3 separate regions of the Mus musculus genome follow, and all the other regions are linked to region 2. Evidence: chromatin contacts called from public Hi-C and HiChIP or PLAC-seq data. All regions are on one chromosome and are shown on one strand. The core of a region is the stretch at or near the end of the contact, and the rest is flanking DNA. Distances in the headings are between cores, read along the strand shown. Region 1 has its middle 33 kb from the start of Gm23311. Region 2 overlaps Nlrp1b (NLR family, pyrin domain containing 1B). Region 3 holds the start of Dhx33 (DEAH (Asp-Glu-Ala-His) box polypeptide 33).

What was found. A called contact is a pair of places that touch in the nucleus more often than the background predicts. HiChIP or PLAC-seq counts read pairs in DNA pulled down with a chosen protein or histone mark.
Region 1: a contact with region 2 is called in a Hi-C map of bone marrow-derived macrophages, with 34 read pairs. The contact joins two enhancer-like sites. A contact is called at or near these places in 1 of 15 datasets of contacts at CTCF or cohesin (pro-B cells) and 2 of 484 Hi-C or Micro-C datasets (the CH12 cell line and bone marrow-derived macrophages).
Region 3: a contact with region 2 is called in an H3K4me3 HiChIP or PLAC-seq map of bone marrow-derived macrophages, with 5 times the contacts expected there. The contact joins the promoter of Dhx33 here to the enhancer-like site in region 2. A contact is called at or near these places in 3 of 39 promoter capture datasets (the 3T3-L1 cell line, the C10 cell line and cranial neural crest), 1 of 115 datasets of contacts at active chromatin or transcription factors (bone marrow-derived macrophages) and 3 of 9 other capture datasets (adipose tissue, liver and pancreatic islet).

The regions. Positions count from the first base shown.
Region 1 is chr11:71,319,733-71,322,432 of GRCm38.p6, reverse strand. No RefSeq gene overlaps it. Among named protein-coding and RNA genes, the nearest start is that of Gm23311, 33 kb to the right of the region's middle. Within about 2 kb of position 1,377, at least 6 of the 459 cell types and tissues checked have an H3K27ac peak or open chromatin away from gene starts, as enhancers often do. A contact at or near this core is called in bone marrow-derived macrophages, where this site is marked.
Region 2 is chr11:71,158,602-71,161,301 of GRCm38.p6, reverse strand. It overlaps Nlrp1b (NLR family, pyrin domain containing 1B), which reads left to right. Exons shown (of 14, transcript NM_001162414.1): 10 at 111-236; 11 at 1,092-1,233. Among named protein-coding and RNA genes, the nearest start is that of Nlrp1a, 15 kb to the right of the region's middle. Within about 2 kb of position 1,346, at least 27 of the 459 cell types and tissues checked have an H3K27ac peak or open chromatin away from gene starts, as enhancers often do. A contact at or near this core is called in bone marrow-derived macrophages, where this site is marked.
Region 3 is chr11:71,003,081-71,005,791 of GRCm38.p6, reverse strand. It overlaps Dhx33 (DEAH (Asp-Glu-Ala-His) box polypeptide 33), which reads left to right and starts at 1,360. Exons shown (of 12, transcript NM_178367.4): 1 at 1,360-1,675. The coding sequence starts at 1,414.

The DNA.
Region 1 (2,700 bases), core at 128-2,627, 160 kb before region 2:
GGGAACAGGGTTTTGAAGTGTAGCATCCTTAGCAACCTGGTCTGCATAGTTATCACCTTGAGTCTGGGGCCTTTGATCTTTTCAGTGTCCAGGCCAGTGTATTATGGCCAGTTCAGCTGGAAGTCAAATAGTCTCCAGCATTTCATACTTATTTTCAATATTCCTTCCTTCTGAACTGAGTGTGATGGTTTGAATATGCTTGGCCCAAGGAGTGGCACTATTAGGAGGTGTAGCCTTGTTGGAGTGATTGTATCACTGTGGCTGTGGGCTTTAATATCCTCATCCTAGCTGTCTGGAAGTCAGTCTCCTCCTGTTTGCCTTTGGAACAAGATGTAGAGCTCACAGTTCCTCCTACACCATGCCTGCTTGAATGCTGTCATGCTTCTGCCTTGATGATAATGGACTGAACCTCTGAACCTCTAAACCAGCCCCAGTTCAATGTTGTTCTTTATAAGAATTGCCTTGGTCTAATCACAGCAGTAAAACCCTAACTCACTGAGTAAGCAAGCCCCTTTGTTTATAAAACTGTCCTGTGAACATGACCCAAGGCAAAGGCATACTGGTTATCAGTATAAGTGATTACCTTTTCCTCCTTAGCCTATCTTAAGGCCTGTGTCAGAGTGATTATTTCTGCTCTTTGGGCAGATGTGCCCCTACAGGCTTGTGGCCAGATGACCTCCTTTTGGCTTATGACTACCACTGCCCCTGCATATCTAGTTCCTTCCTGAATGAAGCTGCTACCATCTATATAGAGATTCACACGGATGTGGTGAGAGGGATGTCTATCAGGTCAATTCATGCAGTTTGAATGATGTCCAGCATCTCCAGGCAGTCATGGATGGGCTCCATAGGGTCATCATGCAATAGCAGGGTGGTGGGGTTAATGGCCAGGGCTTTGTCAAAAGTTAGTCTGTCCTTATCTAGGGGAAGGGCTTGATACTGAGTCAGATGACATTTGATATCCACTTGTCATATGCCGCAGAACCTCTGGGCCCCTTTGTCTGTGTGGAACGGGTCTCTGGGACAGGTGGGCAAAGTGTTGGATGGAATGACAGACAGAAGCACACAGGAGAGGTTGTGTAGAATCTGAATGTAATTTGTCAAATCGAGCATCAAACTTTTTATACAGAAGAAAATAAGGAAGTTGGGTGACACACCAGCAAGGTACAAAGAGGTTACTGGATTCTTTTACAAAACAGAGGAATACAAACACAGAAGGTCTAACAGGAACCACCTGGGATAGAATTCATTGTTAACAACTGGGATCAAAAGGAGCTCCACCTAAGATTCACTTAATCTTAGAAGCCAGGGTCAAGGGCTTTTTGCCCTTGCCATAGCTCCTATTTTAGTCTATTGTATAGTCCATTTCCCCCCTAGGCCATTGTAAATACGTGTGTATGGGTGTAACTAAGCTATCTATAGTTCTAAGTATCTATTCTGGTTCCTCTTTAGGTCTCAAACTTCCTTCTTCCTAGATGATGGTAAATTTCTGTGTAGGGCAGTGACTTAGCTTTTATTAGAGGCAATTCTGAATGTCACTGAATAGGCAACATTCTTACTGAATTCTAAACCCATGGTCAGTTCAAGGACTTTCTAGGACATTGGACACTGGTGAAGGTTTAGCTATGTCAGAATTTAATCTTAAAAGGCACTTATAATAAGACACTACTAAAAGAGAGCTCGTGGATCCATACACCAGACTAATGTGGGAATAGAATATGAGTATATCAGTTAAAGAGAATGCCAGACTCCAGGAGTGAGTTTCCGTGAAACTCTTCTGCCTCTTGAGTAGCTTCCAAACTTCTCGGCCTGTCAAGCTGACTTGACCAGAGTGTGAGGCAGTCATACTGTTTCCTTTCTCTCCACTGATGGTACCTTGGTGCTACTAAAAGATCCTGGCAGAATGTAAAAGGACACAGAAGCCCTGAAGTTGGCAAGATAGACGTCAGTGTTAGCAGAACTAGCTTCACTGATGTAGAAAAATAGAGGTGCACAATGCTCTGGCCACTCCTTGTGTGTCTGCCAATGTTCTGACCAGGTGTGTGCCCATTGCTGCACCTTCATTAGACTCTTTCCTTGTACCCCTCCCATACCCATTTCTTGAGAATAGACATTGTTTAGATCTGGAAATCCCCTACTCTCTCCCTTCTCCTTTCCCCCCTGAGGGCCTATAAAAACTGGGACCTCTTTCCCCTCGAGGTCGACTCCTCTACCCCTGCGTGGGATATGAGTCGTCCCCAGAGCTCTGGCTTTCCCCGAATAAAGCCTCATGTGGTTTGCAACAAGCTCGGTCTATCGTGAGTTCTTGGGTGTCCGCTATTGTCCTGAAGCCTGAGCGAGGGGCTCCTTTCGGAGTCTTTCACTACCAGCACATGGCTCAGGGGAAGCATAAGTCTGGAATGGGGGTCCACAGTCTGTGTCTTCCTTTTCTGGACTGGAAGGGGAAACAGCAGGGTCTGGGAATGAATGCTGTGGTTTCTGGTCTCCTCTCTGGGTACCCAAGTGCTACCCCTCAGGGTCTCTGTGATGTTAATGTCAGGCAGAGAGGGGAGGCAGAGCCCAGGACAAGCAGAACCAGTCTGATTTGGAGTGAATGCCAAGAGTACAGGAGTGGGTGGAGGGGACAAAGCCTTCCTCAGGCATCTTAGGTATGGCTCTTTAGTTGAAGGCCTTCCCAGAGGTAAGCAGCTAAATGAAACA
Region 2 (2,700 bases), core at 97-2,596:
GATGTCACCACCCTATCCTGCACAAATGTACAAATCAACCACCTTGCCTCATTTAGACAGATGTTGTGTTCAAGAAATCTAGATATATCACTGTGTGTCATGTTCCCCAGGCCATAGATGATGAAGAAATGAAGTTTCAGTTTGTGAGAATAAACAAGCCACCCCCAGTAGACAATCTTTTCATTGGCTCCCGCTACATTGTGTCTGGTTCTGAGAACCTGGAAATCACCCCAAAGGTGAGCATTGGGTGTTTGCTACCTGTGGGGGTCTGATGCCAGTCTTGGGAAACCTGTGGGGTAGATTGGAAGGCTTTGCAGCAAACTAAGACTGGGGATGAAACAATTGGGATCTCAACAAGCAAAACACTTAACATGAAAGTTAGGTAGAGTTTTAAGGAAGCACACAGCGTTGCATACGAGGCCTGGGGAAGAGAAGGACTAAATTCAATTTGACACAGAGATGCGTCCTGCTAAACATGGGGAGAAGAAGCCTAGGCTGAGAATGTGTGAGCAGGAATTTCAGGATGAGCACTCGCTCATCCGTGGCTGTTATGGTTTGAATCTGAAATGTCTCCTACAGTCATTTAAATGCTTAAACACTGGGTCCTCAGATGGTGGTAATATTTGGGAAATTTGTAGAAACAAAAGATGTGTGACATGGGAGTTAGAACAAGGTCTTTAGTGGCAAGCCATGAGGTTTATAACCATGCCCAGGTCCCCACTTCACACAGGCCAATTCCTGGTCCTCTGGGGTATAATCAGCTCCTGCCACAAATAACTGAGCCCCAAATTCAATCAATAAATAATAGGGAACCAGGTTTCAGTATCAACCCCTCCCCCTACATGCTGGGTACTCTGCCATCTGAGTAAAGATGTGTGTTCATAGGCTGTGGATCACCTCAGTGCAAAAGAGAGTCAGTATCTAATGTAATGTGCAAGATCAAGAAAGTTTGTGAGTGGGGCCATCCCTGCCTCACAAAATGAGCAAGAAATTCTCACACAGGAACTCTCCCCCTCCCCCTCCCCCTCCCCCTCCCTCCCCCTCTCCCTCCCCCTACCTCTCCCCCTCGCCCTTCCTGTCCCTTTCCCTAGGAACTGGAGCTGTGCTACAGGAGCAGCAAGGAATTCCAACTCTTCTCTGAGATATACGTTGGAAACATGGGTTCAGAGATTAAGCTGCAAATCAAAAACAAAAAGCACATGAAACTCATATGGGAAGCCTTGCTGAAACCAGGTAAAACAAGTGTAGGCCAGAGACCCTAAGGATTGAAGAAAGGCAATGATTAGGGAGAGGTGTACTTTCATTATTTCTTAGTGCCACAAGAAAGCAAGATCGGTTTTGTGGTTTTGCAAGATCTATAAGAGGTTGTGTAAGCATAGTTTACACTGTGACACTGTAACAGTCATCACTTCGAACTTCTGACAAATATATTAGAAAAAACTACAATTTTGAAGAATAAAAGATTCCTTTGATTTGAGGTCTTAGAACCAAGTGTCAGTCCACAGTAGGCTGCCTCCATCTCTTTGAGCCTATAGGAAATTGGTATCACAGAAGTGGGAGCTTCCATGTGAGAAAGAAGGCTGATCTGTGCTCTTTCCAAAGAAGAGAGGAAGTGAGAAAGAGAGGGAAGGAAAAGGAGGAAGTGAAGGTGAGAAAAGGAGAAGAGGAAAACTCCATTCAGTGCGTTCTCTCCCTGACATGCCCAGTGACTGTCCTCCTCTTACTGTACACTCTGATATGATTCTCTTTCCATTCTCAGTACTCACTCCATGATGAGAGCATTGGTGTGTGGCTTCATTCATAGACTCACAATACTCAAGATGAAGTCACCTTTGAATACTGCTGCAGGACCATGTGATCATTTTTAAGGGAACACATCCTATGCAAAGCACCATGACCCTAAGCCCTGTTTTCTCCAACCTGTATTCTCTTACTGCTTCCAAAGTCCTGAAAGTGACAGATGGAGGTGCACAAAGATCTGACTCCAATTCACATAACAGATAAGCTATAACATGAAGGAATTTTGCCAACATGAGATACGCTATCTTAAACCTATACATAATGTGTATTAATAAATTACTTTACCAATTTTATGCATACATACAATGCATTAGGGTCACTCCACCTTAAAAAAGTTAAACAGTATAAAAGAAAGAAAGAAAGAAAGAAAGAAAGAAAGAAAGAAAGAAAGAAAGAAAGAAAGAAAGAAAGAAAGAAAGAAAGAAAAAAGAAAGAAAGAAAGAAAGAAAGAAAGAAAGAAAGAAAGAAAGAAAGAAAGAAAGGAAAGCCCTCTCTTCTCTCCCTCTACTCCTGCCATTTTTGCTTCTTTTCTATAAATCTCTATGCCACATTCAAAGGGGTTTTCTTTGTCTCCCAGAGTTTAAATTTGATCATCTCTGTGACCAAGAATTTTGTACTATCCTGAAGAACATAATGATCTCACCAGCAGGTATACAGATGGAATATTTACTCCCCTCTGACCCAAAAATTTATTATTTCTCAGTAATTTAGCAGTAACTGCACTGTCCCTGTGAACTGCTTAACAATAGATAGTTGATTGAAAGTCCAGAGGCAGGAGTTGTTGGTGCTATGACTTCATGATGGCCATGGAAATACCCTACTTATAAGACAGCACTTCACAAGTCTTCTCCATACAGTATGTTGCTAATTCTCCTTCCACAATGCTACTTAATCTTTAAT
Region 3 (2,711 bases), core at 111-2,610, 160 kb after region 2:
CGGATTCCACAACAGACAGATTCACATCTGGGTTTTTTTTTTTTTTTTTTTTTACAAAACAAACAAAAAAAAAACAGGTCTGCATACCAAATTTGATGGATAGCCTTCACATGAGTTGAGAATTATAGAACGCCACATTCTGTATAAGAAACACAATCCGGGGGCTGGTGAGATGGCTCAGTGGGTAAGAGCACCCGACTGCTCTTCCAAAGGTTGGAAGTTCAAATCCCAGCAACCACATGGTGGCTCACAACCATCCAACCAATAAGATCTGACTCCCTCTTCTGGAGTGTCTGAGGACAGCTACAGTGTACTTACATATAATAAATAAATAAATAAATCTTTAAAAAAAAAAAAAAAAGAAACACAATCGGGGACAGCGAGGGCACTGAGAACCCTACGGGTTCCAAACACATGGAGGCTCAACTGGCTGTAACTCCAATTCCAGGGAATCCAACACCCTCTTCTGACCTCCATGTGAGCATTGCAAGCAAGTAGTGCAGGAACATACTCCCAAACAAAACGCCCACACCCTCCAAAGATGAAAAAGCAAAGGTAACCACCCATTCACTCTGTGCCTGTCTTTCTGTGTTGAATTAGCAAAGCATCTAAGAGCTTGTAATTGAACAGGAAGGAAGAACTGGTTATGTACAAGTTTTCTGCAGGAGTAGTGAATACTCGCACTGATTAAGGTGTATACAATAGGGCTGAAAAGCTGTGTAAAGATTGAAAATCTAGTAGGAATGACTGGGAGGTGAGTTAAGGCAATTTTAGTTCCACTCATTTTCTTTTTTATTTCTGCTTGTATTTTTTGAGCCTATCACTTTGTGGGGAAATTACATGATATCAGAATCATAGAATTCACCTTTCCGTAACTGAAGATACTCACTAGTAGCATTTTCAAAATTCTTTGCAGCATCCGAAATGACTTTAGTCTCAGAAAATTTCACTTTCTACATTTATAAATCGGAGCTACCAGTGGGTACCTTAAAACGTACATTGTTTAGAAGAGTAAATGTTTGTGTTCCTCGTTAGATTTACAGAAATAAGTAATTGCCTTAAAACGTGACTATTGTTGGAGCCCGAGATGGGACAGTCATTTTTATTGGATAGAAATGAGAGTTTAGGACAACGTCATTACGCAACAAGACCCTAGGGAACCACACAGCTATCGTCCCCTGTTGTTACTCGGGCCGTTTTTTCGGTCGCACCTCCGACCTTGCTCTCACAGGATGTAAATGCACAGCGCATGCTGGGAATTGCAGTTCCTTTCCTCAAGGCAGGAGGCGGCTGTGAGGTCATCGGTGGTCGCCCAGCACGCCTGCACGTGGCGAGAAAGGGGCGGTGCGCGCTTGCTGTCCCCAGCCGAGCGGAACTGTCTGCGTCCCTGCCTCCGGCCGCGGTCCTCCCGACATGCCGGAGGAGGCGAGCCTCCCGCCCGCTAAGAGATTCCGGCCGGGCTCCTGCCCTCCCGGGAGACGAGTAGTGATGCTGTTGACGGCTGGCGGCGGCGGCGGAGCTGGAGGAGGCCGGAGGCAGACGCCGCCGCTGGCCCAGCCTTCGGCCAGTCCCTACCGCGAGGCCCTGGAGCTGCAGCGCCGGAGTCTGCCCATCTTCCGGGCGCGGGGGCAGCTATTGGCTCAGCTCCGAAACCTGGACAACGCGGTCCTCATCGGTGAGTGGCGGCTTTGGTGGATCTTCCTTGCTCTAGATCCCTGGCTCTGTGCACGAGGGCGGGGTTTCTTAGGGGCTTCTCACTTTCTTTGCGTTGGTTTCTTCCACAAACTTGAAAGGGTTTCAGTGCCCGGTGTGGACAGGGACCTCTGGAAAGAGGCGGACAGAGTTACCCTGCCGGCGCTGACCGCGCTCTGTGAGTTTGAGGATATTCGCCTTCCGTGACGAGGCGTGGGGAGCATATCGGAGGCTCTCAGAGAGCTTTGCAGGATGGGCCTCACCAAGGCTTTTGAGGAGGCAGCTGCGGAGCGGGTCCCTGGGGACCGGCATTCTAAGCGAGGACGGAGAGACTGGCGCCAGAAAGAATTCAGTTGGCGAGAACCAATTTCTTGTGTACGAGAAGAACTTGGCAGTGTTCGAAGGCAGGGACTGACTTCTAGTGGCTTTGCTACAGTATTGACGATAGAGGAGTTCCCGAAGGAATGTCATAAGCGAGAAAGAGACTGGAGTACTGGCAGTCAGTGGAATAGAGTGCTAAGGAGGGAAGTTCCATAACAATATGTAGACATGGTGGGGCGTGGGAGTGCACGTTGGATATGTAGTATTGATTGCAACTCCCACTAAGAATTTTTTCAAAATAACTTTAAGAACAGATCTGGCGTTGGACTGAGGAGTAATTAGGAGGTGAAAGAATGAAGGCAGTGGAAACAGGTTTCTGCTTTGGCCAACCAAGGGAAGCTGAGGCACTTGTAAATAGTCACAGATTTTGGCGAACTGAGCAGAGAGGACACTGAAGATAGATAGAACTAATGGATCAAAGTTTAGGAAATTTCAGAGATGGGGGCGCAGTGCCGGGCATCAGGAGTTATGGAGAGCCCACCTGGCACAGGAGAAAGGCTGTCTCTTTTGAAGTCACATTTGAGAAGATCCAAGAGTTCTGAGGAAAACAAAAGTTCCAGAGCCTCAAGTAGGCTTTTGGGGAGATGGAGACGGAAGACAGGCTGCAAAAACAGGAACAAGATGGACTGTAAAGCTGA